2 separate regions of the Mus musculus genome follow, and region 1 is linked to region 2. A link is a contact called in public promoter capture Hi-C data. All regions are on one chromosome and are shown on one strand. Each heading gives the region's core, a stretch centred on a gene start, on an enhancer-like site or on the middle of the called end of the contact. The rest is flanking DNA. Distances are from core to core; before and after follow the strand shown.

The links. Promoter capture Hi-C pulls out the DNA fragments that hold promoters and counts their contacts.
Region 1: a contact with region 2 is called in a promoter capture Hi-C map of erythroid cells, with 19 times the contacts expected there. The contact joins the promoter of Tmod3 here to the promoter of Arpp19 in region 2. A contact is called at or near these places in 13 of 39 promoter capture datasets (the 3T3-L1 cell line, the C10 cell line, the HPC-7 cell line and 8 more), 8 of 484 Hi-C or Micro-C datasets (CD4 T cells, CD8 T cells, Th1 cells and 5 more), 4 of 115 datasets of contacts at active chromatin or transcription factors (the 230-238 cell line, effector CD8 T cells, large pre-B cells and 1 more) and 3 of 9 other capture datasets (embryonic stem cells, macrophages and pancreatic islet).

Annotation. Positions count from the first base shown.
Region 1 is chr9:75,557,525-75,563,689 of GRCm38.p6, forward strand. Tmod3 (tropomodulin 3) reads right to left here and starts at 2,133. Exons shown (of 10, transcript NM_016963.2): 1 at 1,976-2,133.
Region 2 is chr9:75,033,277-75,039,713 of GRCm38.p6, forward strand. It overlaps Arpp19 (cAMP-regulated phosphoprotein 19), which reads left to right and starts at 4,456. Exons shown (of 3, transcript NM_021548.4): 1 at 4,456-4,685. The coding sequence starts at 4,641. Gm51714 (a long non-coding RNA gene) reads right to left here. Exons shown (of 2, transcript XR_003948357.1): 1 at 5,291-6,437; 2 at 3,968-5,191.

The sequences.
Region 1 (6,165 bases), core at 883-3,382, 520 kb after region 2:
ATCTTTCTGCTTTTGTGGTGCTAGGTCCTTACACATGCTAGGCAAGCCTTTATTTACTGAGCTATATCTCCAGCCTGAAAAAAAATTGTTTTTACACTGAAAACCAGGAATTGTGATGGGATCTGACCTATAAGTATTTAATGTCTATCTGGTGAAGCGTGGCCTAATGGCCTACCACAAAGATGAAGGATAAATCAGCTACAGGGCAGTAATAGCCTCAAGAAGACACCTTTGGTCGGTCATTCCTGTCTAGCATCAAGGTTGGAATGATATACACATAGCCATGGTTTTCCAAATGGATTAATTCTTTAATGATAATAGGGATATGGTTCAGTGGATATGATCCAGGAGGATATGACATCAACTTCCAGGCTTCCACATGCATGTTCATACATGTGAACACACAAGAGCATGCAAAGACCTGAACACACATACACCATAGAAGGATAGGATGATCATGGGTTACCTGGCTACCACCAACCTCATTCTAAGATAAACTACAAATGCTGAGAGATGCAAGGCAAGGTCGTTTAAGATTGGAATATGATGGATGGCACGTGTAGAACCAGAGATGGGATTCAGTGTGTGTTCTCACCTTCTGAGCCTTCTCTCCTGGCCCTACTGTCAGCTCTTAATACATTATAGACATGGCCAGACTCGGTGGCTCCGTCTGTAATTCAAGTACTGGGAAGCTGAGGCTTAAAGGCCAGCCTGAGCTACACAGCTCAAAATATCAAAAAGAGATATATATGTGTATAAAATGTGTGACCAGGACTAGGAAGAGAACTAATAAAAAGGAGTCTGAGCAAAGCTATTCTTCTAAAATAATGACAGGTCAATTGATTAATCAATTTAATATGCAAAAAAAAAAACCTATTCCGAAGTTTTTCAGAAAAAGAAACATGAACTGCACTAAATGTCAGAAACCAAAGAAGACTGCTCATAGCCAGCAAATCTCCACAGGCTCATTTCCTGTTTAAGTATGACCTCCTGGGATAAGTTTTACTGCAGTGTTCATTACCAAAGAGATGACTGTGGTTTTTGGGTTTTTTTTTTTTTTTTTTTTTTTTTTTAAAGAGAAGCAGAGGTCAAGTTGGGAATGTGATTCTTAGAAGACAAGAAAGAGGGGGGTGGGTTGGATGGGAGAGTAGAAAGGGAACGTGGGTGGGGTGTGTGTGTGGTAGGATTCGAAAGGGGAAAGGGGATTCTTAAACAGAGAAGAGAGAGGGAAAGAGTCGAGAAAGAAAAGGAAAGTAAAAATTGGGGCTGTTTCCCATTTCTGTTTGTAATCAGAATGCAGACTTGCGGAGGAAACGCATCAACTTCTGTAAGCGAAGATACAACGACCCAGTCACGTCCTCAAAACAAACCCGCATCAGCTTCACAGCTGGCCCCAGCTGTGCTGCACAGGAGCCAGAAACTTATTCTAAGGCAGGGCAGAGCAGATAAGCAAAATGGCCAATGCAAGACACCAGATTTCAATCACAAAAAGGGTGTGTCCCAAGTTTTGTGGGTTTCCTCTCATCCAACAACAGCCAGGCAGCGAGATGAAGGCTGGGGTAGAGGGGCGGCAAGGCAAGGCGCTTCTCAGACAGCTTCCCAGCTACGCCGGTTCCGGAGCACCGGCCGGTCCCAAACCCAGACAGCCAAACCCCAAACCCTACGTAGACAGTCCCGAACTCCAGGAGACCGGTCTCAAATACTAGTGGCGGCCCCGAATCCCAGGCGGCCGGTTCCGAACCCCTGCTGGCCGGCCACAAGTGACTCAACCCCAGCCCAGAGCCTGCGCGCCTGGCCGCGGGCGACACCCAGCACAGCTCGCCGTCCCAGAACGGCCCGGCACCCTCTGCTCTCTAGCGAGGCCCGCGGGCAAGGCGCAGGAAGCACAGCCGCTCCCTTCTTAGTCGCCCAGGCCGGAGCGACCCGCTGCCGCGCCCGCCGACGGACTTCCTGGAAAGCACTGGGCTGAACTCACCTGTCTGGCCGCCGACCCACTGCACAGTCCGCAAGGTTTGAATCGCTCTTCCCGGCGCCCACACTCCGCGGTGCCTCAAGTTCAGGGAGTTGCCGAATCCTCCCGCCAGCTGCCCCTAAACCCGACCGCGCTGTCTGTATTGCTGGTTCCCCTTCACTGTCCCCTCCCACGCGCGTGCGTACTCGTGGGGCAGACTGCATGCTGGGAGTTGTAGTTCAAGGGAGAAGGGTGCGGCTCCATACATACGGACCTGGTCCTTTACAATGGGAAGGGTGTTGTTATAAGAGGGTACAGACACTAGGCTGAGAAAAATGCTTTCTGCTCCTGTATATGTACCTGCCCGTGACCCTCTGGAAGGTAGAAAGCCTATCTATAGGCTTTTTTTTTTTTTTTTTTTTTTTTTTTGGGTAATACATTTCCTTCTTGCATGGTGGGCCTTTTGTAAACAAATAATACAGAGTAAGGCTTTTCTTAATCCCTTGGTTACTAATGGGAGAGCGTGATAATGGGAAAGCCTTTCAAACTTGTCATGGAAGACAGATAAAAGCTAAGGAACTGGGATCGTAGCACAGTTGGTAGGGTGCTTACACAAGCATACACAAAGCCCTAGATTTAATTCCAAATAATGTATAAATTGGATGTGGTGTTACATGCCTGTAATCTCAGATCCCAGCAATTGAAGCAGAGGGAGGGGTACCAGAAGTTTATCAGTCAGTTACATACAGAGTTCAAGGCCAGTCTGGGCTACATGAGGTTTTTTTGGTTTGGGTTTTGTTTTGTTTTGTTTTGTTTTGTTTTGTCTTTTTAAAGCAATTTATGGCAGAAAAGGTCATAAATCGCACCAAGGTGTGGTGCCTCTAACTAAACAAAGGAGTAAAGGTGAGAAGCAGAGATATATTTCATTAATGCACACACCTAGGAAAGGATCAGATAAAGAAGTCAATAAGCCCATATGAGCTTTAGATTTAAGCAGAGCAACTGGGGCAGGAAGCATTCTTGTATGTATAATTGAGCAATCCTGGTCACAATGTGTCCTGGCTGGTCATTCTTTAAGACTGGTTCTGCAAGTTGTTCCCAAGAGTCCCTTTTGCCTGAGGGGGCAATGTCATTCTCAGAGGATAAGTGCTCATGTTCCAAGATGCATCCTCCCCACCATGGATGGGATGGGTAACTGACCATTTTCATGGAATCCAAAGTGACCACAGGTGCCTTTGAGGAGTAATTGTAAAAGCTGACTCTAAGATGTCTCTCATACTTTAGTTTTATGCCTTTATCCTGAAGGACCATGAGAGAAGTCCTTGAATGGTAAATATGTCCACATGCAGAGGTACCTAGGCAACCCAAAACAGGAAGGCAGACACAAAATGAAAGCATAGATGTTAGGGGTTACTCTGTTTTTAGTTATCTTATGGGTCCAAGCAAGGCAGTGGTTTTTAACAGATGCTGTTTCTAATCACCTGGTAGACAGCATGTGCCCATTTTCCTGCTCCATCCCATCTTCCCGTTCCAACTTTGTGTTCTACAACAGGCAGTGCGATTAGGCTAATGTGAGAGAGAGTAAACTGGAGAAGCAACTAGTCAAAGGAGGGAAAGGAGGGGATGGAGTTAGGTGAAGATGACCTTGGAGGACCGTTTAATGATGTTCTGCATAATGGGCATGATTGGCACGGGCATCAGCAGCATGGGCATCTGCATGGGCATCAGCATGGGGCATGGGCATCGGCATGGAGATCAGCATGGGCATCGGCACGGGGCATGGGCATCAGCACGGGCATCGGCACGGGGCACAGGCATCATCATGAGCATCAGCACGGACATCAGCATGGGTAGGAATCGTGTTCTATCTTGATAATTAAAAAAAAAAAAAAGAAAAAAAGCAGCCCAGAAGAGGACTGGAGAGCATGCTTGAGGTACATTCCAGTTACACCCAGAATAGGGAGTCACCCAATGGTTAGTTTCTCCTGGCATCTATTTCTGGCATCTACTTCTTCCTCTCAGGGCGGGAGCACCCCTGGTTAAGTAAACACTCCGGATTTGTGCTGCTGACACTCACTGAATATCACGGATAATCTGGAAAATCTCAATCTCTTTCTCTCTCTCTCTCCCTCCCTCCCTCCTTCCCTCCCTCCACTCTTTTCTCTCCCTCCTCTCCTCTCTTTCTTCTTCTATATCTTCTTTCTTTGTCCCTCCTTCCCTCCCATCTCTGTCTGTCCCCCCCCCTCCATACATACATACATATATATATATGTAGTACTGGCTGGTTTTGTGTGTCAACTTGACACAGCTGGAGTTATCACAGAGAAAGGAGTTTCAGTTGAGGAAATGCCTCCATGAGATCCAACTATAAGGCATTTTCTCAATTAGTGATCAAGTGGGAAAGGCCCCTTGTGGGTGGGACCATCCCTGAGCTGGTAGTCTTGGTTTTATAAGAGAGCAGGCTGAGCAAGCCAGGGGAAGCAAGCCAGTAAAGAACATCCCTCCATGGCCTCTGCATCAGCTCCTGCTTCCTGACCTGCTTGAGTTCCAGTCCTGACTTCCTTGGTGATAAACAGCAGTATGGAAGTGTAAGCTGAATAAACCCTTTCCTCCCCAACTGCTTTTTGGTCTTGATGTTTGTGCAGGAATAGAAACCCTGACTAAGACATATATATATATTTATAATTTGTGTATTCATTTGAGACAAGGTCTTGCTACATAATCTGGCTGCTCTGACACTCCCTATTAGACCAGGCTGGCCACAAAGAAATCTCTCTTAGTCTCCCAGGGCTAGGATTACAGGTGTGCAACCACCTACCTGGCTAAGAGAAATCTCATAAATTAAAATATTCAGGAGCTTGTTTCTGAAAGAATTTTCCTACAATGCCCAGGTTGAATTAATATTTATTGAATATCCAATACACACCAAGCACTGACCAGCATTCGTAATATCTCATGGAACTTCGAAACAACCCTATAAAGACAGAACTAATATCCTCAGGTTTTAAATGTGAAAATAAAAAATGAAGAATTGAGAGTTAATTTGCATAAAGTCAAATGACCAGTTACTAATTATAGATCAAAAATGAAGCACATACTCACTCAAATTCTAGCCTACTTTTTAACTGCTGGTTAGACCAACATGTCTCCTAGATCTCATCAAATTCTTTAAAATATGATAATCTGTGCCCAGTCTTAAAGAATATGAAAAATCTTCTCCAAGAAATTCCAGAAGAGGCAGCATTTTGAATGGATAGATAATTTGGATTCTTTGACAGTTCATGTGTATGATATTTTAAAACAAGACAAAACAAAAACGTGATTTACTGTTGATGTTTATGTATGTGTGCCTGCATGTTTATGTGCACCACGTATGTACAGGCCAGAAGAAGATTGTGGGTCTCATAGAACTGAAGCTATAGGCACTTGGGAGCAGCCAAATGTGGGTGCTGGGAATTGGACCCATGTTCTGCAAGGGTAGAAGGCACTTAACTGCTAAACCATCTCTCCAGCCCATTTTGTATGTCATTTTTTTTGGGGGGGAGGGAGAAGGTCTCATGTAGCTCAGAGTGGCCTCAAATTCATTATGTAGCCGAGTCTGGCCTTGAACTGTTGATCCTCCTGGTCTCACTTCTCAGATCCCAGCGTTACTGTCACGCACCACACATTTGTCTCCTTTGACAGTTCTGCGTTCACGCTTGTTAGTATCCTGGTTATTCTGCTCTGAAAAAAAGAAGGTGGGCTGGTTTGCTCCTCCCATCATTCCGGGAAATTAACTCATGTCACCAGGCTTTGGACTCTTCTGGCCAGCCAGCCTAACGGACTCAGTGAGCTCCAGGGCAGGCATCAGTGGGCATGGAAGGCTGGAGAAGTGGTTTAGTGGTTAAGAGCAGGGGACCTAATGCCCTCTACTGGCCTCCACAGGCACATATGTGGTGTCCATACACACTCAGGCACACATAAATACATGTAAATAAATCTTTCCTTCCTCCCTCCCTCCCTCCTTCCCTCCCTCCCTCCCTCCTTCCTTCCCTTCCTCCCTCCCTCCCTTCCCCCTTCCTTTCTGTTTTTTAAAGATGACTTTTGATGGGCAGTGGTGACATAGGCTTTTAATCTCAGCACTCAGGAGTCAGGTAGGAGGTTCAAGGCCAACCTGGTCTAAAGCGTGAGTTCCAAGACAGCCTGGGCTACACAGTGAGCCCCTATTTTAAATG
Region 2 (6,437 bases), core at 3,206-5,705:
GAAATCCCAAACTTAAAAATTATTTTTTTTTGTGCACATTAGCATCAGAACCACCAGAGGGAGCTTTGTACGACTCTGTCACGGGTGTTTCTCATGGCTTCTAATCTCTGGCTAATTCTTTAAGCATTCAGTTCTTGTACTAGCCACATTAAATGCTCAGTGGCGGTTAGCACTACATGCTTAGTAGCTGGTGTATCGGGGAACACAAACGTAGAATACCACATCATCACAGAAAGTGCTATGGAACTGCTTTGCTCTGGATTGATGGCAGCTCAGGGTCCTCAGATGGGCGTGACCCCAGGAAGAGTATGCAATTAGAGGAAAGAAAGAAAGATTGGGGTTCAAGGGACGACATCATAATCAAGTCAGGCTCGGGTTCAGGTGCTTGCTTTACCTATGAAGCCATCCCATCGGCCCCCAAATCCTCTTGTTCAGCAGTGGATAAAGCCAGGTCTATTTGTAATACCAACATCTGGGAGACTGAAGAAAGGGGAACCCTGAATTATCATGAGTTCAAGAGCAACCTAAACTATAGACTGAGACCACTCATCTCAAAAAGTAAACTTTTAAATAGAGACTCAACAAAAGAGGTTAAGGGACAGGGCAGAACGAGGAATGACGAGCCAGGCCTGTGATAGGGCATGCAAGGACCATAAAGAATGAAAATGTAGAGAAAATCCAATGCTGGGGGCCAGAACAGCCCAGATTCTTAAACACCAGAGGAGGAATTTTAATAATGTATAGCTGTGTCGACAGATGCAGATGCTTTGCGTTGTGTTTCATGCTTTCTATAAGTTGTAGGTAGCTGCAGTCCAGATGGAGAAAAATACCAGCAACAGAAACAGAACCGTATTTCCTTGAACCCATTGCTGTTTCTTGGTCGACTGACTTGAAATTTTGGTTACACCAGGAATCAGTCATAGGAGGAAGGGTCATTTCACTTGAGGCCAGACTTGAGCTATACTCCCAACTATGAGTCCATCTTGTGGAGCTGCATAGTTAAGTCCCTCCCTGGCTTTAAACAGAAAGGGGAGTGGGGAGGAATGACCACTATCTAGGGATCAGAGGAGAGCATTTTGGGCAATGGAGCACTGCAGCTCAGTGCGTGCAGTCTTAAAGATTAAAGTACACGAGTTATGGTGGTGCTGAATAGTGTTCTAACAGCCTCTGGGAACTGAGGTCTGTCTAAAGCTGCTTTGTTCAGTTCCAGCTTCCTACAGAATATACCACTGGGAGTGAAAATGGCCTGCCTCCAAACGCCGGCCCTTCTCGCTCCCAGTTCTGGTATCTTGGGCACAGGGCAAAATCTCCATGTCCATATTTCCTGGCTTCTATTTCCTCTTTTCTTAGGTTGGAACACTGCTGTAGGGTAACACAGGGACAGAGAATGTTTCTTTGTTTAGAGGTGGGACTCAGGAAACCCAAGCTAGCTCAAACTTGCTCTGTTGCTCAGGATGGCCTTGACTTCTTGATCCTCCTGCTCTGCTTCTCTCGTGTTGTGATTACAGATGTGCACCACCACACTTAACACCTTCTTTTCTCCTCATGTGGGTGAGCATTGCACTGGGACCAGAGGCAGGCTTTATGGCTCTTGTTGGCAGTGTTACTGGAGGAAGAATGGCTTATCAGATAGTTCCACAAAACAGGACTTTGCCCCTGAGGAATTTTCCATTTGCTCAGCCTGTCTCCCCAAAATTCAGATTTGCCCTGACAGGAATGTTGTTATCTATTTTAGGAGTAAATATATATTGATTTTCTGTCTTTGTTTCCCTTTCTTCTCTGTCTGCCTGCTCTCTCTCTCTCTCTCTCTCTCTCTCTCTCTCTGCAGCTAAAACTTGCAGAGAATTTTTATTGGTTTTTTTTGTTTGTTTCTTTTGGTTTTTCAAAACAGGGTTTCTCTGTGTAGCCCTGGCTGTCCTGGAACTCACTTTGTAGACCAGGCTGACCTCGAACTCAGAAATCCACCTGCCTCTGCCTCCCAAGTGCTGGGATTATAGGCGTGCACCACCACTGCCCGGCGAATTTTTATTGTTAATACATTTATTTGTACAGCAGACAATAGAGTTACAGAATTGCTGTATCATTAGGGTTCAATGATGCTTAGAAGTCAATTTTTGGAACAGTGGTTATCAGTTTATCATTTTTATATAGATATTTTTATTCATTTTAGGAACAGATTTCTTTTTTAAAAAGATTTATTTATTTGATGTGAGTACATTGTTGCTGTCTACAGACACACCAGAAGAGGGCATCGGATCCCATTACAGATGGTGGTGAGTTATCATGTGGTTGCTGAGAATTGAACTCAAGGACCTTTGGAAGAGCAGTCAATGTTCTTAGCTGCTGAGCCATCTCTCCAGCCCAGGAACAGATTTCTTTACACATACATTTCTCCTGTGTCCCTTGTTACATTTTAACCCCAAATTTACTCATATTCATATAATGTATAGTATTTTATTAATAAAAATATTAGTTAGCTGTGTCCACTAGCCTGACTAGTACAGTCTCCTTCTCTATACAGGTCTACTCAAGTGAAAAACACTGAGAGGCTAAAGCAGGAGGTTTGCTGTGACTGAGGCCAGAGTGAGACCCTGTCTGGAACAAAAGAGCCAGGAACAGTGACACATGCAGGCAGGCAGATTTCTGTGAGTTCTAGAACAGCTAGAAAAAAAAATACTTTGATTCCCTCTCTCCCCACCCCCATACAGCAGAGTTGTAGGGAAGCACAGAAGGTTAATTTGTCAGTATAGAATGGTAACAAATATGCTGCTGCTGTTGTTGTTGAGTTTTGGTTTTGGCGACTCGCCTTCATGTAGTTTAGGCTGGGCTTGAATTCATACCTAGCTGAAACTGGCCTTGAACTGAAGTTCCTCTCTCCCTCTCTCCACTTGGAAAGTTCCGGGATTACAGGTTGCAAAGTCCTGGAACTACAGTTGATTTGGGGACAAACTGAGCCATTCTCAAGGGATATCTTTGTCCAAGAGTTAGCCTCTTAAACCCTTTTATCTTAAATTGTTACTTGGCTGGTTAACCCTTTCCTTCCTTCTCCAACAAGAACTCTTAATCGTTTTGTTTTTCAAACTGAAGTATCAGTCAAGACTTCCTGTCTGAAATTCTGCACATGCTGGGGTTTTGGGTTTGCTTGGCCTTTGTAATTGTTATTGTTGTTGTCTTGTTTTAGTTTACTTTTGACACGGGGCCTCACATAGCCCAGGCTAGCCTCAAACTCAAGCTGAGGATAACTTTGAACTTCTTGATCCTTCTGCCTCTACCTCCCCAGTCCTAGGACTTCAAGCATTGCACCACTATACTTGTTTAATCTGCTGCTTGGAGTCAAACGCAGGGACAGTCATTCCAGGCAACCCATCCATCTGCTACTGAGCCAACTTCCAAGCTCTCTCTCTCTCTCTCTCTCTCTCTCTCTGTGTGTGTGTGTGTGAGAGAGAGAGAGAGAGAGAGAGAGAGAGAGAGAGAGAGAGAGAGAGAGAGAGATTGAATGCAGGGACTTGCCCGTGCTAAGCAAACTCTCTACCACTGTGCCAGGGCCTCACTAAATCCCCCAGGGTGGCCTTTGATTTACTCTATAACCTAAGCATACATAAACTTGCCACACTTCCGCTTCAGCCTCCCAGACAGCTGGGATTACAGTCCTATGCCAGAGGGCTCAGCTTTGATTTTGATGTCTTCCACATTCCATATCCAATGACTCTGAGGTTTTGATTGTTCTCCTGTCTTCCAGAACTGCTTGCATTGCCTTCTGATTCTTACTAGTTAACTATATAAGTCTGCCTTAGCCCCAGATTTCTAAGGGACATTTCCTTGGAACCAAATGTGCCAGCAGCTATAAGATGCTTAGTAGAATGACGAATAAATATGAAGCTACGGACTTGACAGTTAAGAAAATCATTGCTTTGAAAATCAATGTTTTGAGCTGACTGCCGTGGGAGAGCAAGGAATGGAAGCTGAATTGATTTATCAGTGATTTATTGCATGGGAAATATCAAGGTCTGGGAGTAAAATATTGACTTCTTCCCTGCTGTGGCTAACATGAAGAGGAATGGTGACATTACTAAAGTAATCACAATTCCTGTGTAATGGTGCTGTGCTTGTTGTAGAACTCTCCGGAGCAGTGGTAGCTTGAAGAGGTTGATCTAAGAAGAAAAGGTGGCGCTGAGGCAAGGTTAGAGAACAGAGGAAGTAAAGATGGATGGGGTTAAACTGAAGCAGAGGTACTGCCAAGCAAGCAGAGGACTAAATAGGAGGTCAGGGTTGTCTGGAAAGGCGGGGGAAGTGGAGGGGAGGGGGAACACAGCGCCACAGACCAACTACAATTCCCAGGAAGCACTGTGCGCCCATGGACGGAAGTGAGGTGAGGCGCGAGCCGCAACCTTTGAGGGAAAGAGGAAGTGCTCGGGCGTCGCAGGGCCGGAGGCGCGGGGATAGGTAGGTAAGGGCGCGGCGCGGGAGCCTGGCGGGCCTGGGCTGCGGGAGCTACGGCGGGCGGGAGCCCGGGGCCCGTGTCGTCACAAGGCGGCGGTAGCCGCCGGCCCGGCGGGCAGCGGGGCAGGCAGAAGGTGGCGGGCGGTCTTGCCTCCCGGTAATCTGTCTTCTCCCGGCGTCTCTTCTGCAGAAGGAGCACCATGTCCGCGGAAGTCCCCGAGGCAGCGTCTGCGGAGGAGCAAAAGGTGAGTGTGCCGGAGGACCCGGGGAACCCTCGAGACCCGCGGGATCCGCGGGACCTGGTGTGGCGGGAACCTTGGCTGGCGGGCCCGCGGGAGCGAGGGCGGCCTGGAGCCCTCCGCCGACGGCTCCTCCCGCAACCGGGGAGGGCCCTGGCGAGTGGAAAGGAACCGATCCGCTCCCGAGCCTCGGTGTAGCACCCAAGTGTACCAGGCAGCTAGGACTCCGGCCCATGTTAGGGACCCAGGTTCTGTAGTGGGCTTTGATTTGCTCAGGACGTTGTCCCTCCGGAAGCGCTCGGGCCACTTGTGAGCTTGCAGGGAACTCTTTAAGGTGGTGTCTCCATTCAGGCAGCGATGCAGGGCTCGGTTATTAGGGTTGTGAGTTGTGTGGCCTCGTGATCTCTTTCCTGAACCCTTTGGGCTTCAGTCTTCTTATCGGTAAAGTCCCGGTAATAGTACCTACGTCCCGCGACGGCTGTGAGGCCCAAACGAAAAACCCAGCACAACTTCTGCTCAAAAAAAAAAAAAAAAAAAAAAGCTAGCTGATGGGCTTTGCATGTGGCACTTGACTAAAAATCGAGAATTGGAGCTTTAGGAAATTTCACTACCTTAGATATTTCTCGAATCATGGGGATATATTTGTCAGCTCATTTGTATGTCTCTGTTGAAGGGAAATGTGCTAGCAGCACACCTACGAGTTTGAGGCCTGTATGCTTATGTAGTGCCTGCCCATTCCGTCGTAATTATTATGATGCTTTGACTTCCAGGGTACATGGAGTCAGTTAGCTAACAAAGGAGAAAAGTCATGAGTTCCCAACAATTTTTCTTTAAAAACAAACAAAAAATCCCAAATTGGGCCTTTAATCCCAGTACTCAGGCAGAAGCTAGAGGAATTTTGTGAGTCCCAGGCCAGCTGGAAGTACATAATGAAATCCTGTCTCAAAATTTATTAATTGATTGATAATTAATACCAAACTGCTTTACTGTATATGGAATTTGGTCTAATGTTTAAACGTAATCCTTATACTAATGTTGCACTGTAGATTAGTGGGTTTTGCTCATTCCATATATTCTAATCATGTCAACTTACCCTTTATTATTTCTTCCATTGTCATAGTTCTCTTCTGATAGTAATTGTAAGTTAACTGGCGAAAAGAAGGAAAACAAGGATAATAAAAACAGTAGGCAGTTATAATGTTGTGTCATATTATACTTTGCAAAACGAAGGATTTATCCTTTCTTCCCTCCCTTCCTCTCTCCCTCCTTCCTCCCTTCCTTCCTTCCTTCCTTCCTTCCTTTCCTTCCTTCCTTCCTTCTGTAGTAGGACCTCTGGGACACTGAGCTCTATTCCTGGGGTTCCCGCTCCCCCCATTTTTGTGAAACAGCATGAGAGGGAGAATTATGTGTGTGCAAGCAAACACTTTCTGACTGACTATGCCCAGCCCCTCTTTTGTCTTTTTGAGACTGGGGCTGGTGTAGCTCGGTTACCTAGAGAGGATAGCCCTGAAACTATTGATCTATAACCATGCTGGCCCTCACCTTCCTGATTTCAGCTTTGAAATGATTTCACTAAGTTGCCCAGGCAACTTGAACTCACTTTGTAGTCCAGCCAGGCTTTGAATTTGGGATCCTCTAGGCGCAGACACCAGGTGACTCAGGTTACAAGCCTGTGCCTGTGCCACGAGGCCCAGCTGAGCAATAGATTTTTTTGAAGCCCCCCCCCCCCCAGCCCAATGCATATAGTTTAAAGGTTAC